Regions from separate parts of the Mus musculus genome. Here region 1 is linked to region 2. A link is a contact called in public HiChIP or PLAC-seq data. All regions are on one chromosome and are shown on one strand. The core of a region is the stretch at or near the end of the contact, and the rest is flanking DNA. Distances in the headings are between cores, read along the strand shown. Region 1 overlaps Cstf3 (cleavage stimulation factor, 3' pre-RNA, subunit 3). Region 2 overlaps Hipk3 (homeodomain interacting protein kinase 3).

Region 1 (7,437 bases), core at 3,956-6,455, 160 kb after region 2:
GGGAATTGAACTTAGGACTTATGCAAGAACAGTAAGTGTTCTTAACCACTGAGCCATCTCTACAGCTCCCCCCCCCATTTTTGATATGTATTACTTAGATGAAGCCAGTCTCTTGTTTTCAGATCCCATTACAGATGGTTGGGAGCCACCATGTGGTTGCTGGGAATTGAACTCAGGATCTTCTCTCCAGCCTCACACTCTTTTAAATTGTGTGTACACATATAGCCCAGGCTGGCCTTTGAGTTGCTCAGTCTCCCAAGTGTTAGGGTACAGGTGTGAGCCCATTTGCTTGCCTAAATTAATTTCTATTTCACTTTTCACTTAGACCCCCTATGTATCAGCCCCTCCAGTTTACCCTGAATAATTTTTTGGAGAAAAACTCTGTCCTCCTGTCTCTTTTACCTCCCTAGTACAAACAGAAAAATTGCATATTTTCATTTATTTTTGTTTTTATGATGCTGGGAATTAAACCCAGATCCTCATTCATAGGCAAATGCTTTAGCACTGAGTTATTCTTTTTATTTTTTTTTAAGATTTATTTATTTAATATATGTAAGTACACTGTAGCTGTCTTCAGACACTTCAGAAGAGGGAGTTACAGATGGTTGTGAGCCACCATGTGGTTGCTGGGATTTGAACTCAGGACCTTCGGAAGAGCAGTCGGTGCTCTTAACTTCTGAGCCATCTCTCCAGCCCCAAGTTACCTTCAGCATCTATATGTCAATTAACAACCACCAGTAACTTCAGTTCCAGAGGAACTGATGCCCTCATCTTACCTCTGTGGGTGATGTATGCACACAGTACATAGACATGAATACATATAAGGAAAGCATCTATATGCATAAATAAAGATAAATTAAGACATGGTTTTTTAATTAATTAATTAATTATATGTAAGTACACGGTAGCTGTCTTCAGACGCTCCAGAAGAGGACATCAGATTTCGTTACGGATGGTTGTGAGCCACCATGTGGTTGCTGGGATTTGAACTCAGGACTTTTGGAAGAGCAGTCGGTGCTCTTAACCAATAAGCCATCTCACCAGCCCAAGACATGTTTTTTTAAATCAGATAGGGGACTAATATCCTATATATATAAAGAACTCAAGAAGGTGGACTCCAGAAAATCAAATAACCCCATTAAAAAATGGGGCTCAGAACTGAACAAAGAATTCTCACTTGAGGAATACCAAATGCCAGAGAAGCACCTGAAAAAATGTTCAGCATCCTTAATCATCAGGGAAATGCAAATCAAAACAACCCTGAGATTCCATCTCACTCCAGTCAGAATGGCTAAGATCAAAAATTCAGGTGACAGCAGATGCTGGCGAGGATGTGGAGAAAGAGGAACACTCCTCCATTGTTGGTGGGATTGCAAGCTTGTACAACCACTCTGGAAATCCGTCTGGCGGTTCCTCAGAAAATTGGACATAGTACTACCGGAGGATCCAGCAATACCTCTCCTGGGCATATATCCAGATGTCCCAACCGGTAAGAAGGACACATGCTCCACTATGTTCATAGCAGCCTTATTTATAATAGCCAGAAGCTGGAAAGAACCCAGATGCCCCTCAACAGAGGAATGGATACAGAAAATGTGGTACATTTACACAATGGAGTACTACTCAGCTATTAAAAAGAATGAATTTATGAAATTCCTAGCCAAATGGATGGACCTGGAGGGCATCATCCTGAGTGAGGTAACACAATCACAAAGGAACTCACACAATATGTACTCACTGATAAGTGGATATTAGCCCAAAACTTAGGATACCCAAGATATAAGATACAATTTGCTAAACACATGAAACTCAAGAAGAATGAAGACTGAAGTGTGGACACCATGCCCCTCCTTAGAATTGGGAACAAAACACCATTAAAGGGGTTACAGAAACAAAGTTTGGAGCTGTGTCAAAAGGATGGACCATCTAGAGACTGCCATATCCAGGGATCCACCCCATAATCAGCTTCCAAACGCTGACACCATTGCATACACTAGCAAGAATTTGCTGAAAGGACCCAGATATAGCTGTCTCTTGTGAGACTATGCCGGGGCCTAGCAAACACAGAAATGGATGCTCACAGTCAGCTAGTGGATGGATCACAAGGCTCCCAATGGAGGAGCTAGAGACAATACCCAAGGAGCTAAAGGGATCTGCAACCCTATAGGTGGAACAACATTATGAACTAGCCAGTACCCCGGAGCTCTTGACTCTAGCTGCATATGTATCAAAAGATGGCCTAGTCGGCCATCACTGGAAAGAGAGACCCATTGGACACGCAAACTTTATATGCCCCAGTACAGGGGAACGCCAGGGCCAAAAAAAAAAATGGGAATGTGTGGGGAGGGAAGTGGGGAGGGTATGGGGGACTTTGGGGATAGCATTGGAAATGTAATTGAGGAAAATATGTAATAAAAAAATTAAAAAAAATAAAAAATAAAAAAAAATACTTGTCTTACTTGAGAGCCGAGGCTCAAGCATGGGCTTTAAGCTTGCTAGACAAATGTTCTATCTACTACTAAGTCGCAATACCCATCTCCTTTCCTTCTTTCAAAAGAAATGTTTTATGTTTATGAGTGTTTTGTCTGCATGTTTGCTGGTTCCATGTCTGTGTTGGTGCCCTTGGAAGCCAGAAGAAGGCATGGGATCCTCTGGAACTGGAGTTAAGAGATGGTTAGGAGTCACCATCCCGCGTGCTGGGAACTGAACCCAAGTTTTCTGGAATAGCAGACAGGACTCTTAACGAACCATCTCTTCAGCCCCTCAGGTGCTTAAAAGATCACCCAGATAAATAATTTGTTGGTTGGGGAGTAGCTCAGTAGTAGAGTTTTTACTGACATGCACAGTACCTAAATTTGATTGTTCTGTGTATAAAACAATCACAGCCATCTTTTTCTTGTAAAAGTACATTTTTATAAAATACATAGTGATTTGGCGGGAGTAGGGGGGGTTCAAGACAGGGTTTTTTTTGTTTGTTTGTTTTTGGTTAGCTCTGGCTGTCCTGGAATTGACACTGTAGACCAGGCTTCTGAGGTCAGTACTTTGAATATTTCAAATTCATTTTTAATTTCTAATATAAGCATTGATTGAGAAAGCCTACATCTGTAAGAAGTCTCTTTGTATATCTTGGCTAGGCAGAGTGAGTACTCCTTGGGATGCAGAAGTAGGTGGGTCTTGAACTGTATAGCCTGGGCTATACAGTAAAATGCTGTCTCAAAACAAAGAAAAAAAATAACAATGTACTTTTAAAAGGGTGGATTGTATGGCATGTGATTCATGTCAACAAAGTTATTACTAAAAATAACTTATAATGAAACCCGATAATTAATATAATGCATAATATACTTACTATAACCTTCATTCTTGTAGTCAATTGTAATATACGTTGTTTTTTTTTAATGTATTTATTTTATGTATATGAGTACACTGTAGCTGTACAGATTATTGTGAGCCTTCATGTGGTTGATGAATTGAATAGGACCTCTGCTTGCTCAGGTCAACCCCAGTCGCTCTCTCAGAAAGATTTATTTATTATAAATACACTGTAGCTGTCTTCAGATGCACCAGAAGAGGGCGTCTGATCTCATTACGGGTGGTTGTGAGCCACCATGTGGTTGCTGGGGTTTGAACTCGGGACCTTCAGAAGAGCAGTCAGTGCTCTAACCTGCTGAGTTATCTTGCCAACCTGTGATATAAGTTGTTATTCATAAAGAAAATTAAATGATGGATAGAGCTATGGGATTTAGTTTAGCTTTTGTTGTATTTATTTAGTTTAGTGCTCCTACCCTTCTTGTTTGGCACTAGTGTTGCCTGAACACAAAAGCTGGAATTTGGAACTTTTTTTTTTTTTTGAGACATGGTTGCACTATGGAGTTCTGGCTGTTCTGGAATTCAATTGTGTAAACAGGCTGGCCTCAAACTCAGACGCAACTGCTTCTGTCTCTGAAGTGCTTGCCACATGTTCAAGGCTACATGTTCTTTTGTTGAGCTGTGTAGTTGCAGCCTTAGTCTCTATTGAGTCTGTGATAATTAACTACTGCTCATTCAAACAGGAGCTTCTCTGACCAAACCTGGCAGTAGCACTAATATTTGGGCAAAACCATAATTATTTAGAGAGCAGTTTTGATAAGTAGATTATGCCCATTTAGCAAAAACAGTTGTAGCTTCCTCACAAAGGCCTGTGACTTTACTTGTCATGTCTATGACACCATGTCTCTGTTTTGCATATCCTAGGAAACAGGAGTTTTCCTTTGTTCCATAGTGTGACACATAAGCCACACTATGCCTGTGCTTAATGTTACAAGAAGTTAGTTGTAAGTAGCTAACTATTCCTTTGAGGTGAGTGCTGGGGTCTGAACACCAGTCCTCATGAATGCAAAGCAGGACAAACTTTGAACAACCATTTCCTTAACCTTCTTTTATTTGTGCTTTAGTATTATCATTATCATTATCATTATTATTATTATTATTATTGTGTGTATGTGTGGTGCTCGTGAATGGTATGTAATTGTGAGTGCATAAAAGTCAGGACAACTTTTCTGGGTTCCAGGTATTGAGCATAGGTTATCAAGTTTGCAATATTGCCAGCCTGCTTAGTGCCTACTTCTTACTTAATTTTAAGTGTTTTTGTTTGTTTTGTTTTTTGTGGCTGTGTGGTTATGGGTGTTTTGCCTGGGTGTATGTATCTCTGTGCACTATGGGCATGCCTGGTGCGTAAGAAGATCAGAAGAAGGCATTGGATCTCCTGAAAGTAGACTTACAAATTGTTGTGAGGCTCAATACGGATGCTGGGATTTGAACCATTGTAAGAGTTGCAAGAGCTCCTAACCACTGAACCAACTTTTAGGCTGTTTTTAACCCATGATTTGAGGCCATTTAGGAACTTTTTTTTTTTTTTTTTTTTTTAAATCTTCCAGTCTTTGTTTTTATTTTCCGTTCACTCTACTCCCCATGATGGGGTCTTACTTCTGAAGCCTGGGGCTTATAATAGATCTGCCTTCCAAGTCCTGGGGATTAGAGGTGTGTGTAACCACGCCTGACTGTAATTACTGTTTTAAAGTTACCTCAAAACAACACTTCTTGGTTATTTAATTGCTTTGTGTATATTTATGTGTTTTGTGGCCTGGTATGTTCCCAGGGAGGCCAGAAGAGACTGTCAGATCCCCTGGAGCTGGAGTTACAGGAATTTGGGAAGCATGTGATTGTAGGTGTAGGATCGGAAGGATTGGAATGTGGGTCCTCTGAAAGCAGCGGTTGCTCTTAATTGCTGAGCCATTTCTAGCCTGCTTGGTTTTGTTTTGTTGTTTTTTTGAGGCAAATTCTTTCTTTGTAGCACAGGCTGTCCTTGAGCGCATTGTCATTTTTTTAACCTCCTCCGTTCTAACATTGCAATTATGAGCCACCATGCCCCTCTAAATTTTTTTTGATTGTTTTTTCAAGTAGTAAACCTTTTGAAAGAATTCTCTACTTTGTCAAGTGCAGGTACTCCTTCAAATAACACCTAGAATATACTTCGCATTGAGCAAATATTTCTCACGTGGATAGTGAAAATTCAGAGTTCTAAGGGTATGGTGTCCTAATAAGTATATGTTATGTATATGTGCCCCCTGCCAGCCTAAATGGCGATTGTAATGTGTTACTACTTATACTTAACTGTTTTCAGTGACTCCAAATTTCATAATTTGACTGATTCAGACATGGCTATTTAAATTATTAGTCTTATATATGAGCCACTAGGCCAGTAGCTGACTGTTTTCTTGTATATTGTTGTATAGTAGTTTAAGTTGCTAGAAATCAGCATCAGATATTCTTGTTAGATTTTGGTCAGTTTGGTCTGCTTCAGAATATCAGTGTTAGTTAGTTATATGACATTTCATTTATCCCATTGAATAAATTTCATTTGTTTTGGGTTTTTAAAAAGTTATTTGCCCTTTGTCCATCAGTGGTTCCAGGTGAACACAGGCTTTCTTTACTCTAGGCAGTCACTCTGCTATTGAACTATTTACCTGGCTGCATTCTCTCTGTTTTCTTTTTAAGTCAGTGGGCTTTCACATTATTGACTGGACTTTATGCTAGTAAGCTTAGTGGCTGCTACTGCCCTTTCATATGTGCTCCCCTCCCACACCCGCCCTTCTGAAAACTTCATTTTAGAGACAAGGTCTAACTGTATCCTTGACTGGCTTGGAATTTGCCCTGTAGACCAGGCTGGTCTCAAAAGCCTACAAAGATCCTCTTGCCTTTGCCTTCTGAGTTCTGAGGTTATGTACCCCATGCCCGCCTGTGTGTTGTTTTTCTTATACTAATTTAAAACTTGATGTAGTTAACTTTATTTAAAAGCTTATGAAAAACTTAAGATGCATCTCAGAATATTGTGTAGTTCTGTGTGTGTGTACTAAAGATGGACCCCAGGGTTTTGCAAATCTAAACATATGTTTTTATCACAAGCAATATTTTTAACCCTTGTTTTTATTTTTGGGGCTTTTTAAAAATAATATAAAAAGATTAACTATTTTGGTGAACAAAAAAGTGGAAATTTGACTTTATCTTGATAAAATGGATTCCAGCTTTTTTGTTTTTTTTTTTTAACATTTGCTGGAAATCACCATTCTGATATAAAATGCTATCTCTATTAGTGTTTTTCCATATATTTCCATAGTTTTGGGCCATATTGGTTCAGTGATTAATTTGTTACCATTACCAAATTTTAGTTGTTTTAATATGTGGCTGGAGTTACTTTTCTTAACACTAGTCATAAAGCTCTTATAGATTAGTAAAGGGTAATTTTGATTTAGATTACAGAAGTCTTAGAATATCTTCAAGCCAGTGTGGTGGCTCATACCAGTAATCTTAGTGCTTTGGAGGCTGAGACATGAGGTTCACCAGCTTTCAGTGCCAGCCTGATTACAGAGTGAGATCCTGACTCAAAAAACAAAATATATAAATAAAAATTATTTCTAAGTAAATTCATATCTTTCAGTAGTTAAGGCTATTTTATTTCTAAGAAGAGAGTTTATTTCTCACAGGCAATTTTATTCTAAAAGGAAGACTTTTAAATTTTTTCCTAGATTGTTGCTTGACTGAATTATTTCTCAATAATTCACTTATAAAAGGAAGCAGTGCCAGATATATTGGCGTATGCCCTTTATCCCAGCACTTAAATCCTGGCAGAGGCAGGTGGATCTCTGTGAGTTCAAGGCCAGCCAACCTAGTCTATATATTGATTTCCAGGGCATCCAGAGATTATGCTAGCATTTGTAGATTTCTTTTGAGTGTAATTTTTCATTTTAGTATGTAGGAATATTTGAAACAATTTGTGAAATAGTATTTGTATTCATGCTGCTTGGTACTAGGTGCTGCTTTTTTCGTTCATTTTTAGATATCTTTTTTTAGTGTGTTTTTCATGCTCATATCATGTGCACCATGTATGTACTTTATGCC
Region 2 (6,841 bases), core at 1,343-3,842:
ACCCTCGGTCATGTAAAGGGACCGTGAGCACAGCTCCATAATGAAGTCTCTTCCCCACGAGCCTTTCCCTTAACAACATCTCTATTAATGCTTGAAAAAAACAAAACAACACACACCATGCTTTTCAAGCTACAGCAGATTAGAAATAATACATGAAAGCTGACAAAAAATTAAACATTTGTAATATCAAAAGAACTCAAACAGGCAGTGAAAGTTAAGACCAAATGAAAACAAAGTTCCTGAAGCTAATAGTCTAGACCTCCATGTGACTTCAGAACATAACAGTAATGAACAGTCACATAACTGTGTCCTTGGTCATCCTTAGAGACAAGTGCAGCATATTCAGGTTTGAAGGTAAAAGTATGGGCTAGATAAATGGCTCGGTAGTTAAGAATACTGCCTGCTCTTCCATAGTTCAATTCCCAACATCCACATGGCAGTCACAACTGTCCGTAATTCTAGTTCAAAGGTATCCTATGCCTCCTCCTGGCCTCAACAAGCACCAGGCACATACCATGTAGGCATTTACATGTAGGCAAAACACCAATACATATCAATATAAAGTTTTTTAAGTTAATTTTTTAAAAATATGGTTTAAGATAGAACAATTAAAATGCATCTTAACACTTCAGTTATTTGGAAAAATATTTCATTCTCAGATTAATTATGCTACTATGTCCTGTGGCTTTCTCATGAGGAGTCTAAAGTGGCAGGAGCCTCCATCCACCTTCTGAAGAGAACTAGCATGCTTTAACAGAGCCTCCATGTACAGCTGCATAGCAAAGGAATCACACACCGTTATCCTAGGTGTATGCACATATGTGGGTTTAACTTTCAAGGACAGAACAATGAATATTTACCCCTAAAAGACTTGAGAATAACTGGTCATATTGCCATATTCTCTTTTTCCCTACACAGATATTTTCCTCTGCAGACACAAAGTATTCACAAACATTAGGAACTGAGCACTGAACATTTCTACCATGTATGCCTCAGAACCTATTGCACATTGGCGGATTGTATTAACAATGCTGGGTGAATCAAATAGCTCCACAGGTAAACAGGTCACCAAGCAGGCAAACTGACTTCAGTCCCTGAACTCCACGTGGGAAGAAAAGGGAAGGAACTCCAGGGAGTACCCTCTGACCTCCACACATGCTCTGTGGCACAAGTGCACATGTGCACTTACCTGCATACATATATACAACACACACAAACACACTCACCAAGTCCAAAACTAATGTGACCAAATTATTTTATTTAGTTACTAATATGTTTTTCAAATTTTTCATACAATATATTTAGACTGTATTCGTTTTCCACCTCTAGATCACATCCATACAACCAACTTCTTCTTAAAAGGAAAGGAGGAAGGAAGGAAGGAAGGAAGGAAGGAAGGAAGGAGGGAGGGAGGGAGGGAGGGAGGGAGGGAGGGAGGGAGGGAGGGAGAGAGGGGAGGGAGGGAGGGAGGGAGGGAGGGAGGGAGGGAGGGAGGGAGGGAGGGAGGGAGGGAGGGAAATAAGAATAGAGAAACCATGGAGTCTGTTTTGTGTTGACCAACTCCTCCTGGACGTGGGGCCTGTCCTGGAGTGTGGCCAGCACGCTCAGTGCCACTCCAGCCACTACTAGTTACAAACAGTTTCTTGACTGAGGATTTGGACTTTCTGCCCACCATTTTCCTTTCCCCAAGCAAGGAGTTTGTCTGGCTTGAACTTTTGCAGATCATAGACTTGCTGCCAGTCTCTGTAAGTTCATTCGAGACCGAGCCCTATTGTGTGGAAAACAGTTTCCTTGCTGTCTGTCATTCACCATGGCATACATTTTCTATGTACAACATCACATGTAAAAGTAGGGAAGCAACACGGTAAAGCACCTACATCCTAGATGAACCTGACAGAGAAACAAGGTTTCTACTAGCTGTTCTTGCAATACAAAACAAACTCTAAGCCAGATGAGGGGGCTCACACCTGTAATGCAGTTTTGGGAGGCTTAAGCAAGAGGACTACAATGAGTTGAACACCAGTGTGGACACAGAGAATCCCAGGTCACTTTGAGCTACAGAAACCCAGTCTAAAGAACCCAAACTTTAAAGCTTACGCATTGTAAGAACATCACAAAGTCACTGCAGTGATTAAAATTGTTTCCAATTCCTTTACCAGCTTGGGAAATATACGTTTGTATAAACAGACGTCTGCATACATAAACATCATTTTGTGCATTATACATAGACAAGTCACAAATTAAATTAGTGTATTCAGTGAACAGTCCAACAGAGCCTGAAGGCTCACTTTATAAGTAGTTACACACTGTCAGGAGTCCAATCTAAACCCTACAGCGCCAAAGTTGAGGTCACATGGAAACAAAGTATATCTATATATAAAATGATGTTTCTTTTTCTGCCATGTGTTTTTAGTCAAGTCTATTGATGTTCATTACAAATACTCTGTCTTTCTAAAAACTTGAAATATTGATATAAAACACAGCTTAACACTGAAAATTGGCAAGTTGAAAGGCAATTTTCCTCAGTGAGAACAGACCTCTGAATGGACTGGTAGACTACTGATAGAGTACTGGAAGGGAATGCTTGGAATTCTTCAAATAAGAATGCAGTGAAGTAAGAGTCACTCAGAAAAGATGGCTATTAATGGAACATCTCAGGGGGGGTTGTTCCATTTTTACCTACTTGTTCAAGTCAAATGTTGAGTTACTAGCAAAATAATTCCATCGCTGTTAGGAAAAGGGCTGTCTTGGTTTAGGTTCAGTATGTCCAGTTCTAGAAACAACTATACCTATAATTGCAGGTACCATGGGCTGTCACTATTAAACTCTGAATCTGTGTTGGTGGTATTTTCATCAAGAAGTATTGAGCTATGGATGTAGTTCAACCTTAGAAGGCCTTCCTAGCAAGCATGAGGTCCTGGGGTGCCAGGGTAGGAGTAGAACAGGGAGGAGAACTGGTCAGAAGATGTCTCCCACTAGAGTGATTTTACAAGCAGAAATCTTCATTTCTTTGTGTTAATGAAGTAAGCGTAATGCTGATGTGTTAGGCCTCAGACTTAAGCCCAGGTCTGATCAAGCTCAAGGCAATGATGATTTCTTCAACATAAAAGGCAGGTGTGCTCTATGCTGCTTCATGATAAGAGTGTGTGTGCACCTGCATGCTTTCCTGACTTTGACAGGGTAAAGACAACTGAGATATACAACACCAATTTAAACAAGATAAAAAAATTATTAATCTTTGGGAATATTAAAACCACTCAATTCAGAGGTCTTCTAAGCTAGAGGCAGGTATGGGAAAGGTTTTAAGAACAAACAACAATGACAAAAACCAGACAAGACAGGCACAGTCCTGAGGAGTTCCAAAACAGTCACAGAACTGTGCAACCATTAAAGCACAGTGTTTAGGACAGAGGCATAATGTTCTCAGTAACCAACGTCTTAGCTCTGCTTCATTAACTCTTGTACCTAGCTTAACTTTGAACATCAACCTTCTCTTTCTACATTTATTTTCCCTGAGGAATCACAACAAACTGATCACCTGCATTCTGTAACCTGTACTCAAGAGTCTGACTATGTAGTCCTGGCTAGCCAGCTTCCATTTTGCTCTGCAGTCCAGAGTGGCCTGGAACTCCGAAGTCCATCTGACTCTACCTCCTAAATTCTGGAACTAAAGGTATGGGTCATCCCAACAGCTTTTGTTTATGTACTATATTCTTAGTATTTCTTTTTTATTGCTAAATAGTACCTAGCCCGTTGCATACATTTTAGGTGACCATTTATCAGATGATGGGCAATAAACTGTGTATACTTCTTGGCAATTTTTAAAAAAATGATAGATTGAGTACTAACTTAGCTCAGTGATAGAGCACTTACCTAACATGTGCAAAGTCCAGGTTAGAAGTCCAGCAGAGAAAGAGAAAGGGGGGGGGGCAAACAAAGGGGAAGACATAAGAGAGAGGGGAGAGAAGCAGGGAACGGGGAAGGAGGTGGATCTAAGGTGCCTCAAAGTGAACAAACTGAAAAAGACTTATGTCCTCTAACCACTTCCACCCTCCAGCTTCCCCCATCTTTGGTTTCTCAGTCCCCAAGCCAGGAAGGTCAAATATGCCCCTTCTCTTTCACTTTCCACATCTATTAGCAAATCTCACTAGCTAGCATCAAAATAGATGCAGAACTGACCGACCACATTACTCCACCTTCACCATTACTCCACGACTACACTCTCTAATCCAGATGGACATCTTGTTTGGATTGCACCAACAACTTCTGTTTCAGCTTCTGTCCTTGTTTTCTGCCACATAGCAAGATAGCAGCAAGAGAGGCAACATACACCAGACCACAGCATTCCTCACCCTAGAATCCCCAGGAGAATCCTATCTTAGTGAACAATTCCTCACAGTGGTCCCAAACCTCAGCTACACCAGGATTTCCTGCCATACTCTTAACATGCTGTGAGCAAACTGCATTGGCACAAAAACCTCTTCAAACCTGCTCAAACGATTCCACTTAAGGATACCTGGGAGATTACTCCAAGAAGCAAGACTTGATTGCCTTCTCTTATTTGACTTTCTGCTTAATGATCATTTTATTACAAAGACCCTGTCGCAGTCTTACACAAGTGGAAGACTCTGTGGCGTTTGGCTTTCCGTCTAGATCTTGCTCGGTTGTTCCTTTGTAACACTTTCCAACAACTGATTTCTATATTGGCTCATTGTCTCTTTTCCGCTTGCTCCAGCAGACTAGCATTCTATGAAGGCACAAGACTTGGACTTTTTGTTCCAGTGTTGTGACGCTAGCATCTAAAGAACACTGCCTGGCACATAGCAGGTGCTCTCTATCCAAGCAATGAATTTTAACAAAGCTTTTAGAACTCATGAAACTAGAGGAATTTTTTGGTAGAATCAAATATATAAGTTCAACAGGTAGCAGGCAAGAAACTCTGACATGCTAGCCAGCTTGCATTTAAGACAGCTGAACATCTTAGGACTTAGAACAAAAACAGATATCATTTACTGAGAGTTAGCAATGGGTCAGGTGCCATAGAAATAACTGTTAATGCATTGATCATTTAAAGAAAATGTTGTACAATCAAACTGCAACAACTCAGGTAAGCAAAAGATTTCACATACAAGAACTGCTGGGCTGAGTGCAGCCCACCCACAGAAGCACAGAAAGTGGCAGATCTTAAAATGGTTTGCTATGAACGAAAGAAAAGAAATGCAGGGCCCAGAATTATCAAGTATAAGAATGGAGCTGAGATTTTTTTTTTAAAGACTTGTTTTTAATTATGTGTATGTCTATGTGTGGGTATGTGTATGTGTGTGCAGGTGTCTGAGGAGGCCAGAGATTTTGGACTCCCCTGGAGCTGGAGGCAGAGGCCATTGAGAAATTCATCGCATTTTAGAAAATGAAAATATTAACTGACCTGAAAAATATTTTTGTGGGGCTAGAGAGATGGCTCAGCGGTTAAGAACACTGACTGCTCTTCTGAAAGTCCTGAGTTCATATCCCACATGGTGGCTCACAACCATCCATGAGATTTCATGCCCTCTTCTGGGGTGTCTGAAGACAGCTACAGCAAGCGGGGCTGGAGCGAGAGCTGGAGAGACCCTGAGTTCAAATCCCAGCAACCACACAATGGCTCACAACCATCTGTAATGAGATTGGATGCCCTCTTCTGGTGTGACTGAAGACAGCTACAGTGTACTTACATAATAAATAAATAAACCTTAAAAAAATTTTTTTCTGAAAATAGGTCCATAATTTAAGAAACTACCTACTACAGCCTTTTATGATTAAATAGCCTGTAACTTTCTACAACAAGCAAAAGAAAAGGGATATAGAAAGACAAAGGGGATGAAGAGAATCTTGATAGTTTCCTCTGGGTTTGACGTGTCTGTTTACATCGTGGACAAGAGTGGCTATAGTAACGGACAGGAGACCACAGCTTGCCCTGTATTCATGGACTGAATGATCCAGCAGACATCAGGTTTTTAGTTGTAGCTTTTTAACGTTCCCTCTAGGCCAGGGGTAGAAGCGTGTTCAACAGAGATTTCAACCAGTCTTTCATGACGTAGTAATAGTAATATTAGAAATATTAATGTGCAAAAGAAGTTTCTTTCTTTGTCTTTTGTTATTGTTGTTTTAGGTTTCTTGTTTTATTTTTTTGAGACAAGATTTGTGTATCCCTGACTGTCTGTAACTCAGTCAATCTGTAGAGCAGGCTGGCCTGGAACTCAGAAATACCCCTGCCTCTGCCTCCTGAGTGCTGCTATCACCTCACCCAGCCCTCTAAGTTTACTAAGAATGAAATAGGAGTGCAGGTGCTCAGGAGTCAGCCCATCTTCACCTAAGTAACCTAGTAACCTTGTTAGAGCACTTTTCTACACACACACACACACACACACACACACACACTCACACACACACTCATACACACACATTCACACTCACACACACACACACACACACACACACACACACAATATAGTTGGATCTGCTCACCCTGACCTCTTTAACTCCACCCCACCTCCAAGCAAATCCTTTCTTTTCTCAACATGTCACCTTCCTACTTTTCACTCCATGTAAATTATTTAAAGAACATATAATTACAAGAGTAACTAGAGCTGGGAATCTATTTAATACATTCATAACAAAGCCCTGAGTTAATCCTCAAAACTGCAGAAGCAGGCATAGTAGTGCTCTCTTGTAAACCCAGCATTGCATTCGGGAGCTGGTGACCGTGGACCAGAAGATCAAGGCTATCCTCCACACCTGGGGACTAAGGCCAGACTGGGATATGAGACTCTTATCTCCAAAAATAAAAATATACATACAATAA

The links. HiChIP or PLAC-seq counts read pairs in DNA pulled down with a chosen protein or histone mark.
Region 1: an H3K27ac HiChIP or PLAC-seq map of trophoblast stem cells shows a contact between it and region 2, with 8 read pairs. The contact joins two enhancer-like sites. A contact is called at or near these places in 12 of 39 promoter capture datasets (3T3-L1-derived adipocytes, the C10 cell line, the HPC-7 cell line and 8 more), 1 of 15 datasets of contacts at CTCF or cohesin (CD8 T cells), 11 of 484 Hi-C or Micro-C datasets (LSK cells, Sertoli cells, Th1 cells and 8 more), 33 of 115 datasets of contacts at active chromatin or transcription factors (the 230-238 cell line, CD8 T cells, DN3 thymocytes and 25 more) and 4 of 9 other capture datasets (adipose tissue, embryonic stem cells, liver and 1 more).

What each region holds. Positions count from the first base shown.
Region 1 is chr2:104,599,701-104,607,137 of GRCm38.p6, forward strand. The region is part of intron 1 of Cstf3 (cleavage stimulation factor, 3' pre-RNA, subunit 3); the gene reads left to right. Among named protein-coding and RNA genes, the nearest start is that of Cstf3, 13 kb to the left of the region's middle. Within about 2 kb of position 5,206, at least 18 of the 459 cell types and tissues checked have an H3K27ac peak or open chromatin away from gene starts, as enhancers often do. A contact at or near this core is called in liver and trophoblast stem cells, where this site is marked.
Region 2 is chr2:104,446,794-104,453,634 of GRCm38.p6, forward strand. All of the region lies in intron 2 of Hipk3 (homeodomain interacting protein kinase 3), which reads right to left. Among named protein-coding and RNA genes, the nearest start is that of Mir1902, 21 kb to the left of the region's middle. Within about 2 kb of position 2,593, at least 29 of the 459 cell types and tissues checked have an H3K27ac peak or open chromatin away from gene starts, as enhancers often do. A contact at or near this core is called in liver and trophoblast stem cells, where this site is marked.